Regions from separate parts of the Mus musculus genome. Here region 2 is linked to region 1. A link is a contact called in public HiChIP or PLAC-seq data. All regions are on one chromosome and are shown on one strand. The core of a region is the stretch at or near the end of the contact, and the rest is flanking DNA. Distances in the headings are between cores, read along the strand shown.

What was found. HiChIP or PLAC-seq counts read pairs in DNA pulled down with a chosen protein or histone mark.
Region 2: an H3K4me3 HiChIP or PLAC-seq map of bone marrow-derived macrophages shows a contact between it and region 1, with 4 times the contacts expected there. The contact joins two enhancer-like sites. A contact is called at or near these places in 1 of 15 datasets of contacts at CTCF or cohesin (embryonic stem cells), 12 of 484 Hi-C or Micro-C datasets (adipose-derived mesenchymal stem cells and embryonic stem cells), 12 of 115 datasets of contacts at active chromatin or transcription factors (bone marrow-derived macrophages, craniofacial prominence, embryonic basal ganglia and 5 more) and 2 of 9 other capture datasets (embryonic stem cells and embryonic tail).

Annotation. Positions count from the first base shown.
Region 1 is chr10:120,550,662-120,553,448 of GRCm38.p6, reverse strand. No RefSeq gene overlaps it. Among named protein-coding and RNA genes, the nearest start is that of Gm34952, 24 kb to the right of the region's middle. RefSeq lists an enhancer at 1-1,491. Within about 2 kb of position 1,413, at least 93 of the 459 cell types and tissues checked have an H3K27ac peak or open chromatin away from gene starts, as enhancers often do. A contact at or near this core is called in bone marrow-derived macrophages, where this site is marked.
Region 2 is chr10:120,307,028-120,309,727 of GRCm38.p6, reverse strand. No RefSeq gene overlaps it. Among named protein-coding and RNA genes, the nearest start is that of 1700006J14Rik, 56 kb to the left of the region's middle. Within about 2 kb of position 1,302, at least 47 of the 459 cell types and tissues checked have an H3K27ac peak or open chromatin away from gene starts, as enhancers often do. A contact at or near this core is called in bone marrow-derived macrophages, where this site is marked.

The DNA of each region.
Region 1 (2,787 bases), core at 164-2,663:
CACCTTCAGCTCTCTCCAGACCCAAAGTCTGGACTAGGTGAAACCAGCCAGCTCCATGCCTGGCTCAGGTCGAACCACAAAGTCACGCCTAACGTAGATTTGCCCATTGGCTGCAGGCCGGGCGCCCCTCAGTCTGAGGGGGGCGGAGTCTGGAGGGGGTGGAGTCTATCGGCAACTGGGCCACTGCTCCCACCCTTCTAGGGGACCCTTGTTTGGCGGTTTCTTTTTCCTCTTTGGGAAAAAGTTACCAACTTCATTGGCGTCGCTGCTCTGCAACTAGTCCCTCCAACCCCGCTCCCGGAGGCTGAGCTCAGATGCTCCGCAGACGCCGCCCAGCGGTCCAGGCCAGGGGCCCCGTGCCTCTGTCGGGGTCGCCTTTTCTCTGCTTGCACCCACGGCTACACCGATCTGCACAGCAGCATGGAGCCCGCACGCTGCCGGGTCCCCTCTCCTGACGTACACCTACCCCACCCCCTAACCAGTAGGACACTCTCCATCCTACTCCGGGTCCTCTTACGTACACCACCTTCACTCTCACCGAGGCTACCTAGAGTCACAGCCTCCTCCCTCCCGGTGGTGGCCGCCTTCTGTGCGTTCCCTAGGGTTCGTCATGCGCTAAATCTCCTGGCTCACATTTAGGGATCATATCCCCGCGCGCGCATTTTCCGAGATCACCCACGTGCTCTCATTCTCATTCTGCCCCAGCAACGGCCCGCATTGCGCGGTGGCCCCTCGAGCCGCGGATCGTGGGAACCAGGCTGGGCCCCTTCGTCCCTGTCCCTCCTAGGTCATCCATCTCCCACCCAGTCTGCTGCCGAGACTTCAAAGGCGCCCCTGCCGGCGCGGGCCCCCTGACCCCGTGCGCAGAGCAGACGGCTGGGGCGCTCGGCGCGGAGGGAGGCCAGTTGGCTCATCCAGACACGCTCGGTCCTGCAAGTGGCTGCGTGGGTACCGAAACGGCCTTGGGTCTAGCCGTACAATAGCCTCTGACAAGGCCGTACCACGCTCGGGCCACCTAGGGTTGTCCCCCACCCCCATTCCCAACCCTCCGCCAGCAAGGTCCTTGATTCGTTTCTTCCGGAAGGAAATCTGGATCAGGACTGACTCCTTTCCAAGCAGAATAAGAAAAATCGTTCCCAGCGCTTGCTCCCCCTCCTAAAAATAAAATAAAATCAAATCAAAATAAAAATAAATAAGAGTCTCCCCTGACACTTAAGCAGCACTTCCTTCTTTCTTCCCTCCGTCCCATTCGGACACCCCTAATTGACAGACTCTAATCCCCGGATCGGAACTACTTCTGCCGGGAAGATTTGGCCGGCTTTTCCTTTTCTCTCAGCATTCCTGAAAAGCCAATTCGTTCTGAGCTGCGTTGATGGAGGGCAGGGGGGAGGAGGGTTACTTCCAACTTCTGGCACCACCTGGGTGGTCGCCATAACCCAGCGGTTCCCTGTCAGCTGTGTATTCTCCTCCACTCTATAAAGGCGGCTTTGCGGGAATCGTTAAGGCTCTTCGCCATCGATCTGCGGGGTACATGTATTGATTTATACTTATAATCAACTACAGTGTGAGATTTCGGGGAGGGTGATGGTGTGTTCCCGGTGCATAACTAACTGTGGCTGTGTGTTTGGAGATGTTGAGTTCAAGCGAAACAGCTTTTTGCATGAGGCTCTCTAAACATTCTTTTTCACACACTTAAAAATATTAAGGCTGTGCTCCACAGTTCAGCATTTTGATTGGCTGTGGTTTTCTGTAGGTAAAACACTCCAAGAAAAGATGGGGGAGGGGGGGTTACGGGGAGGGGGCGTGTCTCAGCATAACTTCGAGTCCTTTAAAAGGAATAGGTTAAACTTAGTCGGCAGCACTAAGATACATATTATACATACAAGGGAGAACACAGAAGCCCTGAGACTGCCACTAAACAACTCAGGCTCACAGCTTTCTCCACCCTAACAATGTTTCCTCACTCTGAGGAATCATTGGTGATCTTCTGGTATGAAAGTCTGAGCTGTGAGCAAGAGAGCAAACTGGACAGGAATTGCTCAAAGGTGGAAGACATCAACTGCTCTGCCTTACACAGGATTTGTCGTCCAGTGGTGCCTGGGCCTTACGGTACCAATGTGGATGGGGGTACGCAGACCCTACCTGGAGGTAATTAGGTCTTTGGGACACCAGTCTCAAAACCTGCTAGGTTAAGGTGGTTCTTGTGGAACCCTGGTTAGTTCTGACGAGATGAGTTGTGGTCCTGATCTTGTCTAGCTTCCTATGTCATCATATAACTGCTCCCTCTCCCACGTGCGTTTCCTTTCAGCCGTCCATGAGGTGACGAGCTTAAGGCTCCTCAGAGCCCAAACCAAAGAAGTTGCCTGATCTTGGGATTTCAGTTTTCATAACTTTTAGTCAAATAACCCTTATTTCTCTATAAAATACCCAGCCTGGGGTATTTTGTTGTGTTGTTGTTGTTGCAGCAAAAGAGAAAAGACTAACTTAGGATCATCCCAGCTGGACATGGTGCTATGTGCCTTTCATCCCAGCCACTAGGAGCCAGAGTCAGGCAGATCATGAGTTTAAGGCTAGTTTGGGTTACATATTGAGTTCCAGAACAAAACTAGAGAGACCCTGTCTAAAACAAACAAACAAACAAACAAACAAACAAACAAACAAACAGAAAACCCAAAACAAAACAAAAAAACAAACAAAAAACCAAAATAAAACAGCAAAATAAGTTATTAGAATTATATCTCATTTAAAGTATGAACAGAAGTTATAAGTTTACATTTTTAGGAAAAT
Region 2 (2,700 bases), core at 53-2,552, 240 kb after region 1:
TCCCCTCCCCCACCCTCATGTAGCTTTGGCTACAAATCAGAATAGCTCTCGGGGGCTAGAACCACATTGCAACCCTCCTGTGTTTCCTAAGGATTTTCCTTCGTTCCCCAGATTTTTTTTTTCCTGGCTTCCTCCAGGTGGGGTTCTGACCACAGAAACTGAAGCTAGCCCCCACCCCAACTGTAGAAGTTTATTGAAGTATGGTACGATAGTCTTACAAATGTCATTTTCTCCCTACTGTAAATCAAGGGACAGCTGTCTTTGGAATAAATTCCAAATAGTTGGTCTGGAAATGAGATTGGCAGTGGGTCCCTCCTCCATCCTGGCTGACATCTCCCCATTCATTGCTTTTCTGCTTTCATCCATTCATTGTTTGATGAGTCTATAAATACATCTCATCTGCTTCTACTTTGCTTTTTAAGAATAAACTGATACCAAACACGCTGCCTTAATTACATCCACAGGCAAAGCATAACAAGTTAAAGTGTTGTCACAATATAGTTTTAGAACTTGACATTGCTCATTATGCCAGCTGTGATAGAACTGGGTAATGAAAAAAAATCTTAATTCAAATGTATAAATGAGTAATCCATCAGGAAAGACACTTTTAACATTGATGGATGAAAGTGCCTAGAAACCTGTTATGCAAAGGAAAGGGCATGCATGGGAGGGCTGATGAGCTTCAGGCGGGGTACCAGAGCTGGGAGGCATGGCCCCCTCTGACACTGAACAAGTCAGTTCCTCCAAATTCAAGTCAGACTCGGAACACTGTCCCCAAGGTGACCTTGAGTGTCCTCATTACGAGGTGGCCACTGACTCACGAGGCTCTGAATCATGAGCACAGAAGGAAGAGGCAGACCGACTCTGACTCACTCCCAGAAAGCCCTAGTTTGGGAGAGTTCTACCTCTGGGATGCAGATGAGTCTTAAAGAAAAGGACACCTTATCACTCATACCTTGTTGCTGGAAAATTACTTCTTTAATGCCTTTGACTGACATCATAGGTTTCAAGTTGTAAGTTTCAGACAACAGAAGCCCATTGAAGAATGAGCATTCTGTAACTTTTAAAGAAAAATTTATTTGCCTAAGTCATTTTCACACAAAACATGATCATTTACACACACACACACACACACACACACACACACACACACATTGAGCAGCTGTTTGCATTCACTAAAGACTTCAAACAGTGCAAATTTAAACCATTATTACATATGTCAAATGAATTACCCTCACCCATTCTGCAATTATACTTTGCAAACCCAGCAAAGAATGCAGCCTGTCTGTGAGTCACTAACACATAACCCTGAGATACACTGCTCCTAAAAAAAAAATTTAAAGCTAAAGGGAGCATTGTGGTACACACTTTAATCCCAACAGAGAAAAGGCAGAGGGTGTCTGTGAGTTCCAGGCCAGTCTAATGTGCATAGTAAGGCCCTGCCTCACGAATAAAAGCAAAAAATAAAACAAAACCATTGCAGAAGAAGACATGATACTGAATGGGGAGGATGACCAAAAAAAAAAAAAAAAAAACTTGGGAAGCGAACATCTATCTCTGAGTAAGAAGTAAAGGTCAGCAAAAAACTCCAAGACAGGGAACTATTAGAGCGCTCTTCTTATCACACACAGAGAGCCACAAGAGAGCAGCAGCTAATATACTGTGAGTTGTGCGTGAAAACTGGTAGACATCAGAAAGATTTTAAGTGATTTAAAAGAAGGTAAGACTTGCAGATGGTCCAACCGCTTGGCTGCAAGATAAATCCAGGAAGAGTGACAACCAGATGTTTCACAGATTGTATAAGAACTATTCTAAACAGATAGGATTGGACGGTAAGAAAAAAAATCACTGTGGCAAAATACAAGAAATGATGGGCCATGCTTGTGGTGGTTTGAATATGCTTGGCCCAGGGAGTGTGTGGCACTATTTGGAGGTGTGGCCTTGTTGGCGTGGGTGAGACCTTTTTGAAGGAAGTGTGTCACTGTGAGTGTGGGCTTTAAGACCCTCATCCTAGGGCTGGAGAGATGGCTCAGCAGTTAAGAGCACCAACTGCTCTTCCAGAGGTCCTGAGTTCAATATCCAGTAACCACGTGGTGACTCACAACTATCTGTAATGAGATGAGATACCCTCTTCTGGTGTGTCTGATGACAGCAACAGTGTACTCACATAAATAAATAAATAATTTGGACCCTCATCCTAGCTGCCTGGAAGCCCATCTTCTCCTGTTTGACTTCAGAACAAGATGTTGAACTCTCAGCTCCTCCTGCACCATGCCTGCCTGGATGCTGCCATGCCATGCCTTGATGATAATGAACGGAACCTCTGAACCTGTAAGCCAGCCCCAATTAAATGCTCTCCTTATAAGAGTTGCCTTGGACATGGTGTCTGTTCACAGCAGTAAAACCCTAAAACACTGCTGGAACCATTCACCACTGGAAATATTTACTGGTAGAGACTGTGGGAGAGCTGACTCGAAGAACTATCCCCCTTGTTGACAGAAAAGAGGAAACTCAATATGCACACTGGGAGATTTCAAATTCTGAGGAGCCCTGGGCAGCACAAACATCACGCTGGGTATTTTCTTACAACGTACTCATTGAAAGAATCAGAAATATATTACACTCAGAGAAATAGAGTCCTGGGTTGTCATGTGCACCCGACTTTCACTTCGGTAAGGGTGCTATGAGCTGCTTATATCG